Linked DNA regions of Triticum aestivum: region 1 is linked to region 2. The links are chromatin contacts, called in public Hi-C maps. All regions are on one chromosome and are shown on one strand. The core of a region is the stretch at or near the end of the contact, and the rest is flanking DNA. Distances in the headings are between cores, read along the strand shown.

The links. A called contact is a pair of places that touch in the nucleus more often than the background predicts.
Region 1: a contact with region 2 is called in a Hi-C map of leaf, with 2.5 times the contacts expected there. The contact joins the promoter of LOC123065360 here to the promoter of LOC123180283 in region 2. A contact is called at or near these places in 1 of 5 Hi-C or Micro-C datasets (leaf) and 1 of 1 datasets of contacts at active chromatin or transcription factors (leaf).

What each region holds. Positions count from the first base shown.
Region 1 is chr1A:545,786,563-545,793,662 of IWGSC CS RefSeq v2.1, reverse strand. LOC123065360 (60S ribosomal protein L28-1) reads left to right here and starts at 3,238. Exons shown (of 5, transcript XM_044488673.1): 1 at 3,238-3,423; 2 at 6,696-6,756. The coding sequence starts at 3,345. LOC123065373 (a long non-coding RNA gene) reads right to left here and starts at 3,140. Exons shown (of 2, transcript XR_006431004.1): 1 at 2,782-3,140; 2 at 831-2,302. LOC123065328 (putative aminoacrylate hydrolase RutD) reads left to right here. Exons shown (of 10, transcript XM_044488658.1): 7 at 1-77; 8 at 930-1,017; 9 at 1,225-1,311; 10 at 1,407-1,855. The coding sequence ends at 1,310.
Region 2 is chr1A:545,685,437-545,691,757 of IWGSC CS RefSeq v2.1, reverse strand. LOC123180283 (vesicle transport v-SNARE 11) reads left to right here and starts at 2,317. Exons shown (of 5, transcript XM_044592278.1): 1 at 2,317-2,611; 2 at 2,691-2,749; 3 at 2,942-3,130; 4 at 4,241-4,411; 5 at 5,299-5,584. The coding sequence starts at 2,518. The coding sequence ends at 5,379.

The DNA.
Region 1 (7,100 bases), core at 1,989-4,488, 100 kb before region 2:
CACAAAGGCTTCTTCCTGCTGCTAGAATGGTGGATCTTCATGGTGCACATCTAGTCAGCCATGAAAGACCAGAAGAGGTAAGCATCAAGTTTGGTAAAGTAGTAGAGCTGGGTAGATCGAATCATTGAAATACTCACAACTGTCGTAAACCGAGCAAATAATTTCAATAGAGTTTGCATATAAATGATCATGATGGAGCTTTTTAGGATGTGCATTCGTCTGGTAGGCTGAGTTTCACGATTTAAAGCTGCATTTTCCGCTGAGATGTGAATCATGGGATCACATTTAAATTAGACATAGAAGAGTACGCATCCTGAACTTATGCGAAATGAGAATCTTATTGCTTGATGCTGCAACCTGGATGAAGAATTCCAAAGATGATCTCTGAGAGCATCGTTGGAACATGCTACTTTTGAAGATATTTTTTATCTGTCTTTAAAATGGCCTGTGTGCCCATTGCCCAGTAGAAGTGTTAATGAGGACCAGATTTTAATTTTTAACTTAAACTATGAGTACATCTCATAATTCCTTAAGCGATGTAAGCAGACATACAAACCTACAAAGTGAGACAATTGCCCCTTTCAGACACCAGTATGTTTGAGAAAGTTGTACACATTGACTTAACTATTTAAGTTGCCAGACATATATGGTTACAGTAAGACATCTTAATAGACTGACCGTCAAGACTCTCCTCAGACCTTGACCTGTAAGAACGGCTTCTTTTTGTTCCAAAGAGAGCCTTACGAAGTTACAATAAAGCATATGAATGAAATACTGATACAACTAGGTCGTCGTCAAATTCATGTTCCAAAGAAAAACAAGAAACACAATTGTGATAATGAGCATTGATTTCTCCTCTCATTCATCTTTACAAGTGACCGTAGAGCATAAGAAAGTAAGGAACTGATGTGATTATCAATCTATGACAGGTCAACAACGCCCTAATGGATCTGATAAAGGCCACAAAGTATGCGATGGCACCTCAAGAGTGGTCGTCCCAGCCGGAGAACACATCAGGTATGCTTAACCGGCTGACGGTCACAAAATTCATTCGAAGGCTTTGGAAGGCACACCTCTTACGCTGATCTTTACAACCAGAAACCGGGGCCCTTATTTCTGCGAGGCCTGTAACCCTCACGATACGAACAGGCGAAGCTGGCAACGCTGCCGTAGCAGCGTATAACCTACTTGCAAAGTTGCAACTAAGCTTTCTTTATGTCATAGGCCTGATAGTGATGGCGTTTGAGCATGTGAGGAACATTGTAAGAGTAACGAAGCCCGTGAGGGTCGTGGCGATCCAGTCATCATAAGGTAAACAAACTCTTCCTCCACTACATACATAAGTCGTCGTATTTCCTAATTCCTGGCAGATTCGCTTACCGCAGTTGGTGTGTTTGATTTTGCAGAAACAAAAGACATGTAAATTATACCCCCGAAGCCGGCGAGGAGATCATATTTCATGTCTCCTCCGTATACCATCTGTGGAGATGAGACGAATTTAGAGTAGCATCTCCGCAAGAATTGAACCTATTTTTCCTCCTCCCTTGAGAAAGGCCCTCTGCTCTCGGCAGAAACAACGTTTCAAGACTGAAGAACAGAGGAGCTATACCTGCATTGCGCGCACCTGGGCAGAAGCGTCGCAGGGCGTGGTGATTGAGATGTGCTGCCATACATTGTACTATTACTGTAGCTCGGAGAGAGCAAATGGATGTACCTTGTGTGATGAGTGTAATTAAGCTGTGACCAATATGTACACGGCCGCATGTTGCGTTGCGTTGTTGATGTCGGCGTTGTTGTGTACTCCATTGTTGTGCTGTGATCATCCCTTTGAATAAATCGACTCGATCTTCACTTCTCTGCACCCTTCTGGGGTAGGTGAATATTTTCTTACCTGTGCAATGTTAGTTGCGGATGTACTCGTATACAACAGTGGCACATACTCCATCCATTTCTAAATATAAGATTTTTTTAGAGATTTCAATACGAACTATATAAGATGTATACAGACGCATTTTAGAGTGTAGACTCGCTCATTTTAGAGCAATGGCAAATTGGAAGCCGGTATATACAAGAAAATGAAAATCACAGGTTGAAGAACACACGCACGGCGTCATAGTTGAAGAAGGGGCGGATTGATGGAAAGGAATGTTCAAAAGCTTGAGCAAGTAAAATAAATCCTTAGGAAATCACGGATAAGATGATTTGATCTTACCTCAGCAAGCGAAAGAGCAGCGACCTTTTTCTTCCTGGTGCAATGCAATACGAGCTCGAATGTTGCGCCGAAAGGCCCCCTTCCCCGCTCCTGCTGATGATACATGCGACAGAATGAAGGTGTCCTGGTTAGAAGGATGATGATACAAATACATGCACACTCTCTTTGCATCCTGCTTGCTTCATCAATCTGTGTCTGCCATCAAATGCTCCCTTAGGTCAGTGCCGTCTTCCGACATCAGTGCTCTCAATCTTCATAACTGAACAGGTTATCATTTCCAGCCATTCTGTCAAGATGTAGCTCGAGTCTCTCAACAAACTGAACAATGATGGCAAGATGCGGAAAGCCGATTTTTTTTTTTTTTTTTTTTTTTTTTTGCGGGGAGATGCGGAAAGCCGATTAGCCGAGGACACAAACTAATCTTAAGGACGATGCGAGGTTCTCTCCAGACACACGACCCACCAACCAAAACAGCAGTCTTGAAAGGCCGGAACTGGCTTGACATGTCGCAGAGGACAGGACACGACATGGCACGGAGATAACAAGCTGCTACTAGCAGATAAGCTGACCTGGTGAAGCGGTGATCGGCGGCGACGCGGGGATGACCGGCGGCGAGGGCACGGGCGAATGAAACGAGCTTGGAGAGGGGCGCACGCGCGGCAGGGACGGACGAAGAAGAGGACTGCGGGTGGCCGTGCGTGCACTGCAAGCAAGGCAAAAGCAGCGACAGAGAGAGAAAGCGGACGGTACATTCGCTGGATCTTCTCGCCCAAATATTCGCACTCGCGGTCGCGGGAGCGGATATTCGCCGGCGCGCACGGAATAATCCCGAGTACGCCTCCTCCTTTTTTTTTGAGACAAGAGTACGCCTCCTCCAGTCGAAGGCGCCTCCACCCACCACACCGTTCGACCCAAGTTGGGCTTTGGGCCTCTCGCTGTTACAGCGGGCGGGCGGGCGGCCCGGGTGGTGGTGGAAGGAAGGAAGTTGGGCCTACGAGGTACGCATCTCTCTCTCACTCAGCCCCTCCCTCTCCCATTCTGCCCAGTCCACCCACCCACCCGTGTCTGCGTCCGGCGACGACGGCGAGGAACCAAGGAAAGGAAAGGGGATCGCGGAGCAGCAGCAGCAGCCATGGGCGTGATGGGCAGGCTCAAGATCTTCGTCGTCAAGGAGCCCGTCGTCGCCGCCTCCTGCCTCATCGCCGGATTCGGTACCCCCTCTCCCGCCCCAACCCTAGCATCCTATGCCCACCAACCCGTACGCGCCCCCGCGCGCATCGCTAGCCTCCATTTCTCCTCGCGTGCGTTCCTCCTGAGCACCCCCGCCCGGCCAGGTCCCCAGGATTTCGCAGGACGGGGATCGGTCCTCCGGTTGGACGGACGGATGGATGGATGGGGCGGGCCCTGAGCGCTTCCATGTGGTTTTCGCCTGCTAAACTCTGTTGGATCTATACACCTTAGACCTTGCATCGCAGTTTTGCCGCTCGATCCGTGACTCATGATTCATGAGCTATACACCTTAGACCTTGCATACATTTGCCCCTATCATCAGTATAATGATTCAACCATTGCTACCCATCCATTCCATTCCAGCCAAAGGAAGAGTACTAGTATGCATTTCTTGTGGTCATATAAGTATTGTTGATTGATGATTCGACTGTATTCTTCCTGCTAGATTTGGTCAGAACAGGTGCGGGCTGATAAGGGTTGCTCGGGGTTAATGCCAAAAACGTAGTCGTGTGCTGAGTTGCGCTACACTTTTCTGTTTTTATTTACCAATACATGTCCCCAAAGATTTACTCCATCACCCTTATGCCTGTGTACCTATAGGCTACAGCCACAAGGCCCGCCTGTTGTTATGCCTATCCATTCATGAAACTGAAATGTGACTACAGATTGGCACATACGAGCTGACTACCTAGCGTTGGGTGCTGACTTAGCTAGACCATGTGCGTTCATTTCCTTGGAAACTGAATCACACTTTCTCACAGCTTAAACTTTGTTTACTGCTTAAGAAAACCAGATTGTGTCTTTAACTGTTTAAGATATGAAACACATTTGGACTAGCTGCAAACAAGATTGGCTTAATGTCTCGAATTCAATGTTATTTCCTAGACCATATTACTATCAGTGTACACCCGATGTACTTCATTGATTATTTGTATCCTCTATACTTCTTGACATTCATGATTGCTGTTCATTCATCAAAGTTCAGAAGTAGTGTGAGTTACCTCTGTATTTTAGCCATGTCATGATTTCCTTAGTTATACTTGTCAGTTGATCTTAAGCAGAATTTTTCCAGCAATCTGTGTGTTAAATTGAACAACCATAGTGAAGGGTTTTACTGGAACTTAGTTGGAGGTGTACGGTAATATCAATTGCATTTTCTTCCAAGTGTTTGCTTAGTTTCTCCTTCATTGAAGTGTTTATGACCGCATGACAGCCATTATTGCATATACTCTATGTGTCTGTTCTTTTTTCCCCTTTGCAATAGGATTCATTTTGTTTACAACTAGTGTGGTCAAATTTAGTGTGAAACATCACAAACAGTGGGCAGCAATTATTTTGTATTCTACTTTTCAACCAAAAAACTAAGTGCATAAATTGTCGAAACCAAAAACATTTCGTCTGTTGTGCCACAACTAGTGTTTAATCAAACTGCATGCTTTGGTGGTGTAGTATAGCTGTTGGATGGGCATAACCATTCTGAGCAGTGGGCAGTTGTAGCCTTTTAAGGTCATGAACCAACCGTTTGCATGTTTCTCTGACAGTGCAAATTTAGTGCATGGTTTGTAAGATCTTCTGATTTGGCTGTGATAGCTTATGTGATCATATCTGATGCTATGATATGCAATTTCAGGTCTATTTCTTCCAGCGGTTGTTAGGCCAATGTTGGATTCTTGGGAGACTGAGAAAAATGCCAAAACCCCGGTTGAACTAAAAGATGTATGTTGATCCCCTACAATTTTTATTCGTTTCTGTGTGCTACCACTTCATATAATTATGAAAATCGCTTTTATCACTTAGCCCTCTCAAATGTTCTAGCCACACCATTTATCATTTCCCAGTTTTATCATGTTCTTTGTGCACTAACCAAGATATTGGCGAGTCAGTAAACTTACAAATTAAAGTTTGTATTGTAATGAGTTACAAACTCCTGGAAAAGAGTACCAAGGTCTCCTTTGTAAATGTGGAATCCTCTGGTTGGAATTGAGCTCTTTCCCATGAAAATCCTGCTTTCCAGACATGCCTTAAATAGCTGATTCACAGATTTGGCTGAATTGCACAGGGTATCTTTTGAAACCCTGCATCACACCTTTTGTTGTCAGTCACATGATTTGTCATGGTCCATCGGACCATTTCCAGGTTCTCATGCTTCTGAATAATCAGGCTGAAATATTGGATCATTACCCCTGTCTTTCCTCCAAACTGTGCCTTTTTATTTACTGAGATGAGTTCGTGTATGAGTGAGCGTTATCGACTAAGACAAGGTTTAACTTTTGTTCTCTTGGTACTTCCTCAGGTGGTCGCAGGGGTCACTGGCAAGAAAGCTTAGTGATCAACGTCTCTTCACTCTGCTGATGTTGTCTACACATTTTGTTCCGCCTGTTTTTGGTGCCCAGACGAGGGGGCTCTCTTCTGGGATGTAGTCGGATCTCGGCCAAAATAATCATTGTGTCTGAACCTATTTTTACCATAGTGCAATGAGATGGACTTGTTGTTTCAGTGATTCCAAGTTGTAAGAAAGTGAATGCATGGAAGGCCGTTGTTACCCTTTTGATCGAATGCGTGCCATTGTCACTTGTTCTTGATTTGTCTGGCCAAGGCAAAGAATGCTTGGCACCATGACTCCACCCCTGTTCCGTTTAGGCGGCGGCGATGAACTTGGTGGACGTTGGTCCTCCTTCCATAGCCATTGCCTATTCCTCCGCAGGTAGCAGCAGCTGGTGATTGTCTCGTCGTTAATCTCCCATTTTTATACACTCTTATGATTGACGTGCTGGAACCACTTTGACAGAGAGGTTGTAGAGGGAAAAAAAAAAGAGTTGCTTTGTTGCCTTTCATGAGACCCTTGTTTTTTTTTTCTTTTGATGGGACCCTGTTTGACGGAGAAGATGTAGGGAAAAAGATGACGTTGTATTTTTATTTTCTTTTTGAAGGGAGGAAGATGAGGTTACATTTTTTTAGGGATGGAAGACGAGGTTGCATTTTATTAGTCAAGAAAGACGATGTTACATTTTTTTTTTGAGTTGGAAAGACGAGCTTACATGAATGGCTCCACTTCGTTTTGGGCTGTGCCAATCGCATTGCGATGTGTATGGGCCAGTATTTAGTTCGGGCCGATGTGTACTGGGTTCAAAGCTAAAATGGGCTAGAGGCCTCCGGCCCAACTGACCACACAAAGCGTGCACCCAACCTAGGGTTTTATGAGCCGCCGCCGAGTATAAAGCGCCGAGCTCCGGGCTGTTCCAACCTTCCGCAGCCACCACCACCCCCAACCCACCGGAGCAGACCAAGGCGGCGCCGCGGCGACCTCACCTCCGGTAAGCGGTGGATCTCTTTCTCCCCTCACGTCCCTCGTGTACAGATCTAGGTGCTCGAATCGCTGCCTGCTTAGATTCGTCGCCGCATCACCCCGTCGAACCCTTGCTGGTTCTAGGTTCCGCGGTTCATGATCTCGTCCGCTGTTACAGCATCTCCGCTGGAAGTGTTTGGAGTAGCTCTTTTGCGTAGGCGGTTCGTCCTTAGGCTAGATCCAAACCCGCGTTAGAACCGCGCACTATGATTTCCTCTTGTCAGTAGTCGTTGGGACGCTCAAGCTTCACTGATGCTTGTGCGGTATATTTTTTGTAACCCATGTTTCCCCTTGTAAATCAGCGTCCATTTT
Region 2 (6,321 bases), core at 1,068-3,567:
ATATAGGGGCAGGGGAGAGGGGGGAGGCGCAGCCTTGCCCCTTCCTCCAAGGAAGGGGTGCGGCTAAGAGGGGGAAAGGAGTCCATCCTCCCCAAGGCACCTCGGAGGTGCCTTCCCCTTTTAGGACTCTCCCCTTTTTCCTATATCTTGGCGCATGGGGCTCTAGGGGCTGGTGCCCTTGGCCCATGTAGGCCAAGGCGCACCCCCTACAGCCCATGTGGCCCCCCGGGGCAGGTGGCCCCACCCGGTGGGCCCCCGGGACCCTTCCGGTGGTCCCGGTACAATACCGATGACCCCGAAACTTGTCCCGATGGCCAAAACAGGACTTCCTATATATAAATCTTTACCTCCGGACCATTCCGGAACTCCTCGTGATGTCCGGGATCTCATCCGGGACTCCGAACAACATTCGGTAACCACATACAAACTTCCTTTATAACCCTAGCGTCATCGAACCTTAAGTGTGTAGACCCTACGGGTTCGGGAGACATGTAGTCATGACCGAGATGTTCTCCGGTCAATAACCAACAGCGGGATCTGGATACCCATGTTGGCTCCCACATGTTCCACGATGATCTCATCGGATGAACCACGATGTCAAGGACTCAATCAATCCCGTATACAATTCCCTTTGTCTAGCGGTATGGTACTTGCCCGAGATTCGATCGTCGGTATACCGATACCTTGTTCAATCTCGTTACCGGCAAGTCTCTTTACTCGTTCCGTAACACATCATCCTGTGATCAACCCCTTGGTCACATTGTGCACATTATGATGATGTCCTACCGAGTGGGCCCAGAGATACCTCTCCGTTTACACGGAGTGACAAATCCCAGTCTCGATTCGTGCCAACCCAACAGACACTTTCAGAGATACCCGTAGTGTACCTTTATAGCCACCCAGTTACGTTGTGACGTTTGGCACACCCAAAGCACTCCTACGGTATCCGGGAGTTGCACAATCTCATGGTCTAAGGAAATGATACTTGACATTAGAAAAGCTTTAGCATACGAACTACATGATCTTGTGCTAGGCTTAGGATTGGGTCTTGTCCATCACATCATTCTCCTAATGATGTGATCCCGTTATCAACGACATCCAATGTCCATGGTCAGGAAACCGTAACCATCTATTGATTAATGAGCTAGTCAACTAGAGGCTTACTAGGGACATGGTGTTGTCTATGTATCCACACATGTATCTGAGTTTCCTATCAATACAATTCTAGCATGGATAATAAACGATTATCATGAACAAGGAAATATAATAATAATCAATTTATTATTGCCTCTAGGGCATATTTCCAACAATAACAACTTACCAAATTTTAGGAACCATGAGAGGCACAGGAGGTGAGAGAAACAACTGAGAATGAATGCAATAAATTAATCCCTAGGGTAGCTCATCTCAAATTCCTTTTTTTAGGGAAAACACTTGTAATCATCCAGCCGATGAATGCGTTGGAAATCAACCGCCTTGTGCGCTCCCCACGCGTCCCTGGCCCACCCTTTCCATCTCCCGTCCAACCTTATCTATAGTTCTACACGATGCTATCATCTCTTCCAGAAATTTCTCAGCGGCAACCCCATCCTATATCTTTCCTCTCCCTTTGATTTTGACCCCCAACTTCTTTCTCTCTCTGGCCTCTCTCGATCCAACCCCACACTATGAGCGCAAACTATTACATGAGTCATTCGGCTGCTGCAGAGCAAGCCAGCGCCGCCGCTCCGCTGCAGGAAAGCATGCCTGTGCGCTGCTGCAACTGGAGCAGCAGCTGCTTGCATCAGAGTGCTTCAAAGGAAGGGGTCACCTCTATAGAACTTCGTCGGCGCTGCCTAGCTGCTCCAACCGCCCAGACCTCATCAGAACACAGTTGACAATGGCGATTCGGTGTTTCTGCAACATGGATAATGTTACTGAGACATCGGTGGTGTTTCGGGAACATGAGCTGTGTTGCAAAAGGGCTATGTGTAACAAAAAAGTTTCCGCAACAAGGCCTCTGTTGCAAAAAAAATCTGCAACAAGACCTTTTTGCGAAAAATTTCTGCAATAAGATCTTCGTTCGTATTTTTTTTTTCTGCAACAAGCATCATGTTGCGGTGGCCTTTCTGTAACACCTCTCCTGTTGCAAAAGCGAGGTTGTGCATGTGGGTAGATCGGATGGCTATCAACATGTCCATCCAATGGTCAGCTAGGCCGAAGATCTTTTTTAGTATCTGCTGGCGGATGCGTGGCACTGCCCTTTTTCTAGAAGAAGCTCATCTCAAATTCTTTAGCCCAACAAATCAATACGTTTAAGAGTGGGCTGGGCTAGGCCGGCCCAGATAGCCACGTCGGTCACTCGTCCGCGCTCCCGTCCCCCGTGCACCGGTTCGACACGGCACCCCACCTGCTTGAACTGACCCGCCGCCGTCCCCCGGCCCCTCCCCCTCGCCGGTCCACCGCCTCAGCTCCAATCCCGTTCCTCGATCGATCCGACTCGACTGCCTGCGACCGCGGATTCACCGGCTAGCTACCATGAGCGACGTCTTCGAGGGCTACGAGCGGCAGTACCGCGAGATCTCCGCGGCCCTCTCCCGCAAGTGCGCCGCCGCCTCCGCCCTCGATGGCGGTACGTGCGCACAACCCCAGGTTTCCGGTTGCTTCCATGCCTTGGTCTGATCCTCTTCTCTGCCTGTTCCCTTCACCAGAGAAGAAGCAGCAGAAGCTGTCCGAGATCCAGGCCCACGTGCAGGAGTCGGGATCGCTGGTAAAAAAACGACTGCACTAAATTTTCTATGAGCAGAATTTTTTACCACACTGGTCTGCAGTGATTAATTTTAAGCTGTGGTGTGGAAACTTTCCTCATAGTTCATGTAGAGATTGTGCATCTTAATTCTTATAATAGCTCAGTCGTCTGATTATGCGCCCTGTTTCTGTTTGGCTGGCTTCCCGCATGCAGATCAGGAAGATGGATTCGGAGGCGCAGAGCCTGCCGCCGACCGTCAGGGCCGGGCTGCTGTCTAAACTGAGGCAGTACAAGTCTGATCTCAACAACATCAAGAGCGAGATCAAGAGGGTCTCGGCGCCTAATGCCCAACAGGCCACCCGGGAGGAGCTCCTCGACTCCGGCATGCCGGATTCACTCGGGGTGAGCTCCCTATCCCTAACGTTTCCGCCTTACGCCAAATATTATGTTTATTGCGCCTCTCACGCACTATCTAATATTCTAGCAAGTACTCACTTGTGACAACAATGGTGTAGTACTTCTAACAGATTCTGCTTCTGTGGTATGTATGTATGTTCCATCAGAAAATAATTTATCAGTGTGTGGCCCTATATGACTTTGAATTGTGATATGGATGGGTTACAGTGCAAAGCACACCTTTGAAACATGATATTTAGAACTGTGTGCAGTATTGTGATGTCTAAAGAAGTGTACCATATCTGATTTTAAATGGTTTGCATGGATATCCGTGAAGTGAGCACTGCTACTATTTCTTGAACTTCAGTTAGGTCTGTAATTTCAAGTTTTCACTCTTGTCAAGTCTAGTGCTTTGGTTATGGTTAGAAACTTAGAATTATATACATGACTTTTGTATAATCAGTTTATAGCTATGATAATACAGAGCCAGTCTGTGCTTGAAATCAGAAGCACATTTGGACTCTTTTGTCAATAAGCGATTCATATTTCCAGTTAATTAACAGTCTTGGATGTATTATGCGTTACCATGCAAAGTATGGGCAAAATAACAGAGGCACATTCAGTTCATCCTACTTATCACTTTAATTATTACTCCCTCCATTCCTAAATATTTGTCTTTTTAGAGATTCCAAATGGACTATCACATACGGATGTATATAGACATATTTTAGAGTGTAGATTCACTCATTTTGCTCCGTATGTAGTCACTTGTTGAAATCTCTAGAAAGACAAATATTTAGGAACGGAAGGCATAATTGATACCGTTGCTCTTGAATATGTATTATTTTCGTTGCAAGAAAGCTTCATTGCATAAATTTTCAAGTAAACCTGTCTTCCATCCATTCATTAGCTTGGAATTTAGTTTGTTCGGATGGAAGTGGACATATTAAGATGAAATCTAGATTATTGTGTCAATTTATTACTGGATACCTCTACAACTGTCTTTATTTCTCTGTGTTATATTGCCTTTCCTTTTATCCGTCATGTTTGTAATTTTGATATCATGGCACCATTACCTTTCTGATGTACCAATGCAATTATTATATCATGGCTCAGGCGTCATCTGATCAGAGAGGAAGATTGATGATGACATCAGAAAGGTTAAACCAGTCTTCCGACAGAATTAGAGAAAGCCAAATAACAGCACTTGATACAGAAGAAATCGGCGTGTCAATTCTTCAGAACCTTCATAATCAACGAGAGACACTGATGCATGCTCACAAAACAGTATGTACTTTGATTTTTCAAGTTCACTTTTATTTGGGACTTTGAGCCATCGTTGGAGCTAATTTGTTCTTTTTACCTTCTCTCGTCCAATTATTTATAGTTTGATCATTTCTGGCCTTACATATTGATCAGCAGCAACAACCTTAGCTAGCAAACTACATAGACAAGAAATGCCATCAGTCAGTTTCTGTTTTGATGTTGATACATTTACACCATATATGCTTATTGGAAACTGGTCAGTCCTTTATGAAGTACTCATACCTGAAATAGTGAAAGGTACATTCGCTGCCAAAATAGGTGTGTATTAGGCATGACAGCTGTAAGAATATAGTTATCCAAACTTTTGTACAGGAGTTAGACCATGGTTTAGTGCTAGATGAGTCACTTCTGGATACCGCACAAGCATCCTGCTTCTTTGAACATGAGTTGCAAAATAACTTTAATGCTGCCAAATCATCGAAATAAGATCCATTTCTCACACTGGTAGTATGCAGTTTTCAGTATCAAGAAAGAGATTTTTCCCCACTTGAGCACTTTGCTATTCCGGTCAAGAGACATATCGTGCATGTCCACTGTTCACAAAATGAAACAAATATTTGACCTTTTGATTTCTGAGGCGAATTCCCCAAAGCTAGTGGAACTTTAGCTTTTCCGCATTAGGTATAGCAACTCCGTGGCCCTCTTGGCCTGCTGTTTAGCTTTTATCTGGCATCACTTTCGGGTAAGTTGCCTGGATTTGTCAAGTAGAAGAAAAGCAGCTAGTACATGATTAACCCTGCTAATTATGACTTGAGAGGGTGATTCTCATCATTCAGCTATAGATTACATCTTCTGTTACCTGCCGTGTGGTGCGTACTAATGAAATTTCCTGCTGTTCTTGCTCGCAGTTGCATGGTGTGGACGACTCCATCGGCAAAAGCAACAAGATCCTGGCGTCCATGTCCAAGTGGAACAAGTGGTTTGTCTAGGTTGACTTCGTGTTATAGAAAGCTAGGAAGTAGGAATATATTGGATGACGATTTAAACGATGTTAGCAACCACGAGAGGCAGCCGAGACAAATGATAATAATATACTAAGCCTCCTTTGGTTCATAGGAATAGGAAAATCATAGAAAGTGAGATGGCGTGTATATATATTCTGTTAGAATAAATCCGAGGCGCTCCGTTGATCTACCGAGGACCAAGCAATCACACAAGCATGACACCGAGATTTGTTAACGAGGTCCACCGATATGGCTACATCCACGGGGCATGACTACGGGCGCTCTTCTCCGTGACACTGTCACAATACCGCACCCCGCGCGCCCGGGCGCCGGCACACGCCGCCGGCTCCCCCGCTTACCCGTGCTATTATGTTGGCATAGGTTACATCGTGTGTCTAGCCCCGCTATATATGAGAGGCCTAGGATACAAGTGTCCTATTAGGACACAACTCCTACCCTGTCTACACACAGCCCAAAACCAAGTCCAACTGTAACCTACCTTGTACAATAATATTCGACACAACTCTAACAAACTCCACCTTGGCGAATATTCTCCACCACCTTGGATTCATTCATGCGTCGAACCTCCATGTACATTGGAGTTGAGATACGCCATGAGCACCGCTGCTACTCCCAGACTCCATGTGACTCCACTTGCAACTGTAGTCCCTTCTCGTCTTCTTCATAGTCAACACTCGAGCAAAAAATTAAGTTCCTCATTACTCTACTTTGTGCTTCCAACTTCCAGAGAATCCGTTCAATGCCATCACACACTGATCATTGTCTGCGTGAAAATGAACAACTCACATATTGGACGCCACATATAAGAGTTACCTGAACTCAACGTTACCGCTCTTTCTTGACCGCATGTCTGAAACTTGAAAGAATTTCACCGTTGCCCTGTGTCACCCTGAGTCAAATTCACAG